Linked DNA regions of Sus scrofa: region 2 is linked to region 1. The links are chromatin contacts, called in public HiChIP or PLAC-seq maps. All regions are on one chromosome and are shown on one strand. The core of a region is the stretch at or near the end of the contact, and the rest is flanking DNA. Distances in the headings are between cores, read along the strand shown. Region 1 has its middle 40 kb from the start of FAM117B. Region 2 has its middle 49 kb from the start of CTLA4.

Region 1 (5,933 bases), core at 2,223-4,722:
GCCATTGTGGCGCAGCAGAAACAAATCCGACTAGGTATCCATGAGGATGGGGGTTCCATTCCTGGCTTTGCTCAGTGGGTCAGAGATCTGGCGTTGCCATGAGCTGTGGTGTAGGTTGCAGAGGTGGCTCGGATCGCCTGTTGCTGTGGTGTAGGCTGGCAGCTGTAGCTCCAATTCCACCCCTACCTAGCCTGGGAACTTCCATATGCCATGGGTGCAGCCCTAAAAAGCTAAATAAATAAAAAAAGAAAATTAAAAAAGAAAAAGATAAAAGCGGAGTTCCCGTCGTGGCGCAGTGGTTAACGAATCCGACTAGGAACCATGAGGTTGCGGGTTCAGTCCCTGCCCTTGCTCAGTGGGTTAACGGTCCGGTGTTGCCGTGAGCTGTGGTGTAGGTTGCAGACGCAGCTCGGATCCTGCGTTGCTGTGGCTCTGGCGTAGGCCGGTGGCTACAGCTCCGATTCAACCCCTAGCCTGGGAACCTCCATATGCCCCGGGAGCGGCCCAAGAAATAGCAACAACAACAACAACAACAAAAAACAAAAGACAAAAAAAAAAAAAAAAAAAAAGAAAAAGATAAAAGCATTGACCTGTTCCTAACCTACTTATTATAACTCACTTTTTAAAAAACTATGCCCAATGAGTGTAGCTTATAGGTAATACCCATACTCATTTATTTAAAACTCTCTGTCTATATATATGTGTTTATATATGTATATACACATCTACAGTTTTTTTGTTGTTGTTGTTGTTGTTTTTGCTTTTTAGGGCCACACCTGTGGCATTTGAAAGTTCCCAGGCCAGGGGGTCGAACTGGAGCTACAGCTGCCGGCCTATGCCACAGCCACAGCAATATGGGATCCAAGTGGCGTGGCTGGGACCTACCTCACAGCTCACTGACAACGCTGGATCCCCCCACCCACTGAGCAAAGCCAGGGACTGAACCTGCATCCTCATGGATACTAGTCGGATTCGTTTCTGCTGTGCCATGATGGGAACCCCATCCACACATTCTTTAAGCTTATCATTTTGTTCAGTTTTAACCCTAAAGATGTGCCACAAATTTCACAAAAAAACTTAATGACCTGCAGTTAAATTACTTTCATGTATGTAGAGAAGTCAGATGAATTAAGAAGCCTGGTTAATAGAAATTAGGTGAGAATAAACTTTTTTTTTTTTGTCTTTTTGTCTTTTTGTCTTTTCAGGGCTGCACCTGCGGGACATGGAGGTTCCCAGGCCAGGGGTCTAATCGGAGCTGTCGCTGCCGGCCTACGCCAAAGCCACGGCAACGCCAGATCCCAGCAGAGTCTTCAACCTACACTACAGTTCAGGGCAATGCCAGATACTTAACCCACTGAGCGAGGCCAGGGCTCAAACCCGCAATCTCATGGTTCCTAGTCAGACTCGTTTCTGCTTCGCCACAAAGGGAATTCTGAGAATATACTTTAAAAACTTTTTTTTTGGCCATCCCCCGGCATGTGGAAGTTCCACAGCCAAGGATGAAACCGGTGCCACAGCAGCGACCCAAGGCACTGCAGTGACAACACCAGATCCCTAACCAATTGCACCACAATTTATTTTAAAGACTATTTTGGTATCAACATATCAATCAAAATTAGAACTTCAGAGACAGAAAAAAATTGATAAGACTCCCTGAAACAAAAGGCTGACAATCTATTAAGGAGACATGTAACAAGTAGCTACAAACTACAGAGTCAAGTGGTGGAAGGCAAGGCTGGAAAGGTTAAGTAGCTGACATATGGTAGACAACTTGTAATTCTAGGTCGAGGAGCATGAACCATTGGCAACCTGATGAGAGTACTGACAAGACGGGAGCTCCCTGCAGCGAGTTTAAGGATCTGGCACTTTCATTGTAGCAGCTCAGATCGCTGCTGTGTGAGGGTTCACTCTCTGGCCCAGGAACTTCCACATGTGGGGCGGCAGGGCTGGGGTGAGAGAGAGTAGAAGGTCAATACTCTTCCTTCGCAAGCCAAGGAAGTGTATTGACAAGATGATTGGCAGCAGAGTATAAAACTGATTGGAGGGGGGAGAAAGCGAAAAAAAGGCTAGACAGGCTAGACGCCTAGGGAAACTGCTCACAGAAAGGTTTTGAAAAACTCAGCTAAGAAGATGCAGTAGGAGAAGGAGATAGATATAAGAGGTTTTACTTCAAAATTTTACTGAGTTATAGTTTTACTTTTCTAAATGTGACAAGATGTGACTTCCAGAAGGCATCACTGGTGTCATGGAAAGTGAATTTTATAAAAATTAAAGTGAGTTCCCATTGTGGCTCAGTGGTTAATGAACCCGACTAGGAACCATGAAGTTTCAGGTTAGATCCCTGGACTCGTTCAGTAGGTTAAGGATCTGGCGTTGCCATGAGGTGTAGGTCGCAGATGCGGCTCGGATCCTGAGTTGCTGTGGCTCTGGTGTAGGCCAGCAGCCTCAGCTCCGATTAGACCCCTGCCTGGGAACCTCCATATGCCTCGGGAGTGGGCCTAGAAAAGACAAAAAAAAGAAATTAAAAATTTTTTGCCGTAAAAAAACCTAGGTTATTCTGAAGTTCTGTATGACATCTAAAGAAAAAAAAAGCTGTTTTCTTATATTTCCTTAAATGTCATATTTTCCCTGGTATCTTCAATAAATTGATTGGTTCAATCTGTGAAAAATTTGCTAAGCAAAGGAAAACTTACTTCTTATCCGTCCCATCTATTACAATTACCAAAAAGATTAAACACACACTTGGGATGTTGTTTCCTTGAATAGGAAATATTTTCTGGGTTTTTCTACCTTCCTTTCTAATTAAGTAGAGGAGAAGGGAAGAGCTCCAGTGTTGGGAAGTTAAGCTGGTTAAGGACTTGATGAGAGGGAAATACCAGGCTAGAGAAGGGTGGCATTTCTTGGAAGATCATTTATCTACAATCAGTACAACCTCCTCACTCTCTTTCCACCATTCACCACTTTAGGATATCTTTTCGTTTGTTTGTCTGTTTTTGGCTGCACCCGAGGCAAGCAGAAGTTCCTGGGCCAGGGATCAAACCTGTGCCACGTCAGTAACTCGAGCTGCTGCAGAGACAACACCAGCTCCTTAACCTGCTGAGCAAAAAGAGAGCTCCCCAGGATATCTTCTTAAGGCTGCTTTTGACACTCATTTTTAAAAGGCAGGGTCAGGGTAACCCCCAAAATATCCCAGTACAATACTATGTGCAACAAGCTGGTCTAAGAACACACTCAGTCAGAAAGATCAAATTTAACTTGTGTGTAACTTACCTAGGAAGGTTCTGTTCTTGAAGCATTTCTCCAGACAGTAGGTGAAAGGTGTCTGCATGTATTTTTGGAACCAAAACTTGAACACACGGTATCAAAACTGTTCTATATTAAAACCTATAAAAGCAGTTCCCTCTGTTAGCTGCACATTTCCTTGAGGTTCCTCTTTAACCCTGACCCAGTCTGCTCCCAGTCTGCTTCCTCTTTCTTACTATCACTGACTCAACCTTGGTTCAGCCTCTCATTATCTCTCACCAGTGCCATACCAGTCTCCATTCCTCTCAACTCATTCTTTACACTACCAGCTGAGTTATCTAATTTGAGACCTCCCTGCTTGAATCCTTCCGTGACTTCCAAACTCCCAGCCTAGTATGCTAGCCCTTCTGTGATAAGAGTCCTGTCTGGGTCCCCTGGGTTCCTCCGGGTCTTCTCTCTCCATACGTTCACTTAGCATTCCAAACTCTACTCCCAAATAACATCCTCCTACCCCCTAGAAAAAGCTCTACCTTGTCCAGATTCCAGGGCTTTGTGGGTGCTGCAATTTCTGCTTAGCAGTCCATTGTTCACCTCCTAATTCCTACTTATATTTTAAGACAGTCAGGAAAGTTATCTCAAAAGGAGAAATTGCCTCTGACTCATTGAGACTGGATTAGGTATCCTTGCCATCTGCATCTATAATACACCTGGTTTTCAATGTCACAAAATTTATAATCTGTTCTATAATTTTCTCCAAATCTACTGTGAGCAACTTGAGGAGGGCCTGTATGTTTTATCTCCTATTAAAGTGCTTGCTACAGAATAGGTGTTCAGAAAAGTTTTCTGAGGAGTTCCCGTTGTGGTGCAGCCGAAATAAATACGACTGGTATCCATGAGGATGTGGGTTGGATCCCTGGCCTCGCTCACTGGGTTAAGGATCTGGCGTTACTGTGAACTGTGGTGTAGGTCACAGACGTGGCTTGGATCCAGCAGTGCTGTGGCCGTGGCATAGGCCAGTAGCTGTAGCTCCGATTTGACCCCAAGCCCTGGAACTTCTATATGTGGCAGGTGCAGCCCTAAAAAGGAAAAAAAAAAAAAAGAAAATTTTTTTGATGCCCCTTTAAAAAAGGAATTTACTGATCACAACTGCAATTGTTTTTTGCTTGCGGTTGCTCTCAGGTCCCCCATCCAATCACTGCTTTCTAAACCGTCCTGCGTATCTGTTCAGCCCAAACTTCTTCAAATTACTTCTAATCAAGGTCTTTCCTTCCCAAGAAACTTTGGCCTCCCTATTGCCCATTACAGCTAGTCTAGAAGCTGGGTGGGTCTGGCTTTCAAAATCTGTTTGGTTCTACATGTTCTGCTTTATTTCAAGTTCTGCTGTATTTCAAGTCCCTATTCTTCTATATTTCTAGTAACTTGATATATTCTGCCTTCATTTTTCCTACTGAAATCCCACCTGGCCCTTCAAGACCCTGCTCAGTAATCACTTCCTCATTTAAGTCTTCCTTGGCTCTTCAAAACATACCATTTACCACTTATTTGGGCACTCACATATCATCTCGTTTGGATGTAACCTGGGTTACATCCTGGGTGGGCCGTCTCTCCTTCCAAGATGGCTTAAGTTCCTGGAGGAAGGAATCTTTGGTATTTCTCAGCACAGCATAATGATTCAATTTCAAAAAAGTGAGTAATAATACATTATATCAATAAAATGAAAGCTGCCCAAATCTAGAATTTGGCTTGTAATTTGAGAAACACTAGCAAATAAAGAGGGAGATTAGTTACTAGCTAAGCTTGTCCTTTGCAGGGAAGTATATAAACCAGGAAGATAGGGAGTTCCCATTTCTTCCCATCCCAGCAGAAATGAATCTGACGAGTATCCATGAGGATGCGTGTTTGATCTCTAGCCTTGCTTAGGGGTTAAGGATCCAGTGTTGCTGTGAGCTGTGGTGTAGGTCGCAGACGCAGCTAGGATCTGGTGTTGCTATGGCTGTGGTATAGGCTGGGAGCTGTTGCTCTGATCCTACCCCTGGCCTGGGAACTTCATATGCCGTGGGTGGAGCCCTAAAAAACAAAAACAAACAAAAAGACACCAAAAACAAAACGAAGAAGGAAGACAGATCAGATAGGCATTGGTGTAAATGAGAGTAATTTTACTTGTAGTAAGTTGTTGTTGAAAGGTTTAGCAGGTCATTATTACATATTCCTTCCAGGTCACTTTATTTTCTCTAAAGACATTTATTTATCCTCTTGAATATTATTAGCCAATGGGTTCCTACAATATAATGTACGTGTAACATTATATTGAAAGAATGGGCATGTGAGTCAAATGAAAAGGTACCCCAAATCTATTACCCCTACAACATTATTTAAGGTGAAAACAGAGTTTATAGGAGTAGACCATGCTTTTCCTCAAACAAAAATTCTCTTGGATTCTAGATAAGAGTGATTCAGCACTCTTAAAACACGGTTGTCCTGTGGATTCTGCTCTAGGACACAACAAATATATTGTGTGATCTAGAATGAAAAACAATGTGTTGCCTTCACAAACTCATATTCCATTTTAATAAGGCCTTCTAAAAATACAAATGTCTAATTGAAATAATCATTTGACAATGTGAAGCATAAATGCAGTATCAGGTCAAGAGAGATAGTTGTTTTGGTACCTGCTATCTTTTCAGTAATCT
Region 2 (5,933 bases), core at 1,626-4,125, 1.1 Mb before region 1:
CTTGAGCAAGGAGATTGGGAGAGCTTCTGGCTGGTAAATACATCCATGCATCAGAGAAGGCAGAGCGCCTGCAGATGGTGTAGGCATTGCTGGTTCCATACCCCACTCATCTCACAACTTGCCCTTTGCCTTTCTTCCATGTGGTTGTTCCTGATTTGTATCCTTTATAGCAAATCTGTAAATATAAGCAAAGTTTTCCTGGATCTGTGAGCCATTCTGGCAAATTGCCAAACCTGGTTGTCAGGGGGCGGGGGGGGGGGCAGTGGTCATAGGAACCCTCCAATTTAGAGCTAGTTAACCAGGTAGCCTGGAACTTGAAACTGGCATCTGGAGAGGGTGCAGTTCTTTAACCTGGGGATCTGATGCTACTCCAGGTATATAGTGTCAAGAGTTGAGGTGAATTATAGACATCCAGCTGGTGTCAGAGAATTGGTTGGAGTCAGAGAAAATACCCCATGGACATCCATGACTCACTCTGGGAAAGATGTGGTCACTTGGACCTTAGGAGACATGGCCTATAAATGCCAAAGCTGATGAGTGCCTTCTTTTCCAGAATCTAGTTTATTTTGCTATTCCTTTGCCAATGAAAAAAAGTTAAATGTAAGCTCTCCCAGAGGCCACAAACCAATAAATCATAGCCTAGCTCTTAAGGGATAAGATATATTCGTCTACTTGGGCTGCCATAGCAGAATAGTCTGGGGGGCTTAAACAACAGGAATTTATTTTCTCAAAGTTCTGGAAACCACAAGATCAAGGTGCCAGCAGGATTGGTATCTGGTGAGACCTCTCTCCTTGGGTTGAAGATGGCCACCTTCCACCCTGTCCTCACAAGGCCTTTCTTCTGGGTATAGAGAGGGAGAGCGATTTAGTGTCTCTCTCTTCTTATCAGGGCAACAGTCCTATGGGATCAGGATCTCATTTAACCATTAATTCTCCAAAGTCCTTATCCTCCACATACAGTCACACTGGAGCTTCAGGTTTCATCACATGAATTTTAGGGGGACACATTTAGCCCATCATTGGAGGGAAGCCTCTATTTGTTCTCTAGAACCAAGCTGAACTACATCACTACTTCCAGCCACTGGAACATAGAATTAGAGAATGTTACAGATGAAGGAACCTCCTTCATCTTACAGTGAGGAAGCTGGGTTCCAGGTGGGTGAAGTGACTTGCTCATGGATATAGCTTCAGAGTGGCTAGGCTGAGAGTGGAACCCAAACTCTCTCCTACCAGGTCAGGGCTCTTTCCACTGTCTCCACAACTCCTAAGGGGTAGCTCTTACAAAGAAACCTTAAAGAGTTTGATTTATTAGCAAGGGAGGGCTTTAGAACATTACCTGTTATCTGACAATGAAAGGGTTTCCTTTGGGGAGACAATTGTATAGCCAATAAAAACTCAATACTTGTTCCTAAATCCAACACTTGGGGTTATTCCCTATAAAAATAAGGATCGTAGTGTCAGCCAGACCCGTTTCAAAGACTGTAGTCAACTCTGTAATTATAGCATAACAACTCCCTCTGAGCCTGTGGGGGCTTTCTAAAATTTACAAGGGTGTCATGAGCTTTCTTACGCCTTGACCACATTACCTAGGAAATATATTATTATCATGGTACAACCATCAAGACCTGGTGTCCTACCCACCTCTTCGTCATTCTCATATCTCTGTGGCCAATCAAGAGTCAAATGACCTGCATACAAATACCAATACCTACTTTTGTCCTAGCTTTGCAAAACCAAGGACTTTCTACCAGCAACCCAAAGCAATTCTCCTATGAGCCCCAAATAATCCTGGCAGGACACCCACAGGACTATTCCAACACTGACTACTGAGCTGGCTGCCCTAAACAGCTGGTCTACCCCACTGGGCCTCTTAGCACCTCAAAGCCTCTGAGCCCCAACTCTTCCTTCAGACCCTGCTTTGTGGATTCAGTTCCAGCCCTAACATTCACCCATTTTTCCTTTCCCCTCAGAGGCAGGAGTGAAAACAGAAGTTCCACCCCAGAGTGTTTTCCATTCTTTCCCCATAGGACCAGAGGGCCTGCCCCATTTTTATGCTGCGAAAAGAGCATCCAGCACATTCTCTCTCTCAGCCCTACCATGCATCAGTGATTGGGCACCACTAACTTGGCCTCTTAAATAAACATTCAAAGAAACTTAATAATACAAAACATGTAATTTTCTTCCTATTTTCCCCTCCTTACCCCTCCATAGGCCTCTAACTGCACAATGGGGATAGAGACACAGTTCTATGCTTGCAATATTTTTTTTCTTTGTAGGGCCACACCCACGGCATATGGAAGTTCCCAGGCTAGAGGTTGAATCAGAGATGCGGCTGCCAGCCTACGCAACAAGGGTGAGGGCAAGGGGACTTAGAATAGAAAGAGGTAGGTGTCAAAGACAAGGAAATCCAAAGAAGAAAAGCTTGAAATAGGGCATCCTTATGAAAAACCAGTTTCTTCTTTCTATACAAGGCTCTCTTGATCTGCAGGCGTAGTAAAGAGGGTATGCAGCCTTCTCCACCAGCCCATCCCCCTCTCCTGCTACCCTCATTTCTTCTAAAATCCAAAACCGATCTCATTCCCTCCAAACAGTCCTCCTTAATTTCCCTTGCCTGCCCTGTCCTTCATAACACTTGGGCTTCCTTGCATCCCAATCAGTGGCCTTCCCTATGCCAGCTGGTGCGAAGAATAAAACATGGGGACAGTAGAAAGCAAAAATTGTTCCAATTCCTGGTCCATCCCCTTTTCCAGCCAACTGTGGGAAAATGCAAGTCTCACCGGATTTTTAAAATGACGTCTTGGTCATTTAATGTGGAGGGAAGGATTTCCTGGCTGTGAGAAACTCATTAGCAAATGGAATCCAGGCATGCAGTACCCACCCTCCTCAAGCACGTCTACATTTCAAGGCAAAACGTCTCCCTTTGTCCAAAGAGAGGATTATAGATAGGCACCAAACGCAATGCTTCTACCAAAGGAAAGACATACAAACCAAAAAAGTGAGAAAAGCTTTCACAAGCGAAAGGGAGATGTGACCTGTTTTTAAAAATCAAACCGACTGCATTGTGTCTGAAGGGATCACCGCCTATTCGCCTGGTATTGCAATAAAACATATTGACCCATAGATGGCGCACGGAGACTGCTGAATAAATACCTAGTTCCAGCCCTCACAGAATTAGTTAGCCTAACCCCGAGGTCCGAACGCTCCAATTTATCGCTCCAATTTATCGCTCCAACCTATCACCCGTCTTTGCTACAACCATGAGCTGGCTGTGTGGCTTCTCTGCTTCAGTTGGATAATCATAGAGGAGGACTCAGATTTCACTGTTTTCTTCAAGAAATCTGATGTTTTAAATTCTATTCTGAATGAAAATTAGCCCAAATTCCTCAGGCTGGTGCAGTCCATCCTAGCAGGTGGACAGATACGAATCTGTTTCAAGTGCACAGCATGAGAACCCCAACTCTTCCTCAGCCTCTGAACTTTCATGTTTTCCACAACCTCCCTTGGTTTTATTGCCAAGACCTGGTCACAAACATCAAATCCATTTTGACAACGAGAATTTAAACGGCTACTTTTTTTTTTTTTTTTTTTTGCTCTTGAGGGATGCACCCAAGGCATATGGAAGTTCCTAGGCTAGGGGTCGAATCTGAGTTGTAGCTTCCAGCCACAGCCACAGCCACAGCAAAGGGGAATCTGAGCCCCATCTGCAACGCCGGATCCCCAACCCACTGAGCAAGGCCAGGGATCAAACCCGCATCTTCATGGTTACTAGTTGGGTTCCTTAACCATTGAGCCATGAAGGGAACTCAACTTTAGATTGTTAATCTGACTGTTTATATGTGTTTCATAATTATCATGTATAAACCTTTATCTTGCCTCAATAAGTCTTCACAATAATGCAACAAATGTAGTGGAGTTACTCTAATTTAGAGATAAGAGGCCAAGGGTTAACATTTTCCAGGCTTGTGACATCAGACCAAAGATAAAGTCCAGTGCCTTTTTCAACCCATCTGGCTGTGTCTCTCCATACTTTGTGCATGTGTGCCCTCCAAATTTGGTTCTTTTTTTTTTTTTTTTTTTTTTTTTTTTTAATTACCAACTCTACAGTGGTGATCCATTGTCAGTTTGTAGTTAATTGTCACAGTTTAGAGAATTTACATTTCCCAGGTATAATCATAATATCAGAACTTCAAACACTACCCCCCCCCCTCCTTACAGAGCCTTCCAGAGTGCAGGCACCTTTCTAAAGTGTTAACCATGTTAACTCAGGTGACCCTCGCAGTTACACGAAATAAGTAAAGCACTACTATTAACCTCCAATTTATAGGTGAAGAAGCTGAAGCACAGAGAAGTTAAATAATTTCAAGGAAGATCCCACAATAGAAGGTAGAGCTGGGATCTAAACACCAGACGTCGGGCTCCAGTGACCATGTTCTTACCCACTAGACCAATGCACAGTTACAACTATTACTGGGGCACAAAATGAACTAAGTTCATCTTCCCTCTCCTTGATAAAGCTGCAACAATTAACTTGAGGTCAAGTTTAGAAGTGGATACAGCTCCTGCCTGAAACCTCGTGGTGGGTCTTTACAAATCCACAGGGGTCAAGGGAATCCAGTATAGACACAATAAGTCTGCCACAAGAACTTGGTGAGGCTGCCTAAAGGCAGAGCCAAGGAAAATTAGTCTCGTTACCAAGAGAAGAGTGGGGTATGGTGGGATATGTTGTTGACTTTGCCTCTTACATTTGTGTCCCATTTCCAAAGTGATAATTCCATCCTGCTCATTTTAACATGTACTATACAGGCGTCCCCTGAAGGACTGGGGACTCCACTGGGGGAGTAGTGCTCTGCTGGGGGATAAGATAACCCAGATGCCAAGTAGGTGTCCCCTTGCCATTAGAATTTCAATGTGTGGTTTCAACAATGGCAATTTTTGAAGAGCAAATAGAATACAAAATGTAAAGTGTATTTGGTGGCTCCTCAAAAGGTTAAACATAGAATTACCACATGACCCAATAATTCCACCCATAGTGGTTGCAATTGAAAGCAGATTGAAAGCAGCGACTTGAACAGATGTCTATACACGAATGTTCATAACAGCATTATTCACAGTAGGGAAAAGCTGCAAACAACCCACTATGGTCTGAATGGTTTTGTCTCCCCAAAATTCCTTTGTTGAAATCCTAATGCCCAATATGATGGTATCATTTTGGGAGGGGAACAGGTCATGAGGATGAAGCCCCATGAAATGGGATTACTACCCTTTTAAGAGAGATCCTTTACCCCTCCCACCATATGAAGACCCAGCCAGAAGTTGGCCTTCTGAAACCCAGAAGAGAACCTTCACCAAGACCAGACATGGCTAGTACTCTGGTCTTAGACGTCCAGCCTCTGGAACTGTCAGAAATAAATTTTTGTTCTTCATAAGCTACGCAATCTGTAGTATTTAGTTACAGCAGCCTGAATGGACTAAGATGTAACCCAAATGTCTATTGACAGATGAAAGGATAAACAAAATGTGATATATCCATACCATGGAATGTTATTCAGCTCATAAAAAGGATTAAAGTACTAACACATGATACGACATGGGTGAACTTTGAAAAAAGTATGCTAAGGGAGGTAAGTAGTTCACAAAAGGATAAATGTTATATGATCAGTTATATGAGGTACCTGAAATATGCAAATTCTTAGTGGCAGAAGGTAGAATAAACGAGAATGGAGTTTATCCATGGCTGAAAGGAGATGGGGATGGGGTGGGAGGGGTGGAGAGGGTGTCATTGTTTAATGAATAGAGAGTTTCTAATCCAGATGATGAAGTTCTGGAAATGGGTAGTGGTGAGCGGTATACAATACTGTCAATGTACTTAGGGCTACAGAATTATACACATAATTTAAATAGTAACTTTCATGTTACCTGTATTTTGTCACTAT

What was found. HiChIP or PLAC-seq counts read pairs in DNA pulled down with a chosen protein or histone mark.
Region 2: an H3K27ac HiChIP or PLAC-seq map of alveolar macrophages shows a contact between it and region 1. The contact joins two enhancer-like sites. A contact is called at or near these places in 9 of 47 Hi-C or Micro-C datasets (embryonic fibroblasts, epiblast stem cells, fetal skeletal muscle and 6 more) and 1 of 2 datasets of contacts at active chromatin or transcription factors (alveolar macrophages).

The regions. Positions count from the first base shown.
Region 1 is chr15:106,140,225-106,146,157 of Sscrofa11.1, reverse strand. No RefSeq gene overlaps it. Among named protein-coding and RNA genes, the nearest start is that of FAM117B, 40 kb to the left of the region's middle. Within about 2 kb of position 3,472, at least 5 of the 83 cell types and tissues checked have an H3K27ac peak or open chromatin away from gene starts, as enhancers often do. A contact at or near this core is called in alveolar macrophages, where this site is marked.
Region 2 is chr15:107,231,088-107,237,020 of Sscrofa11.1, reverse strand. No RefSeq gene overlaps it. Among named protein-coding and RNA genes, the nearest start is that of CTLA4, 49 kb to the left of the region's middle. Within about 2 kb of position 2,875, at least 22 of the 83 cell types and tissues checked have an H3K27ac peak or open chromatin away from gene starts, as enhancers often do. A contact at or near this core is called in alveolar macrophages, where this site is marked.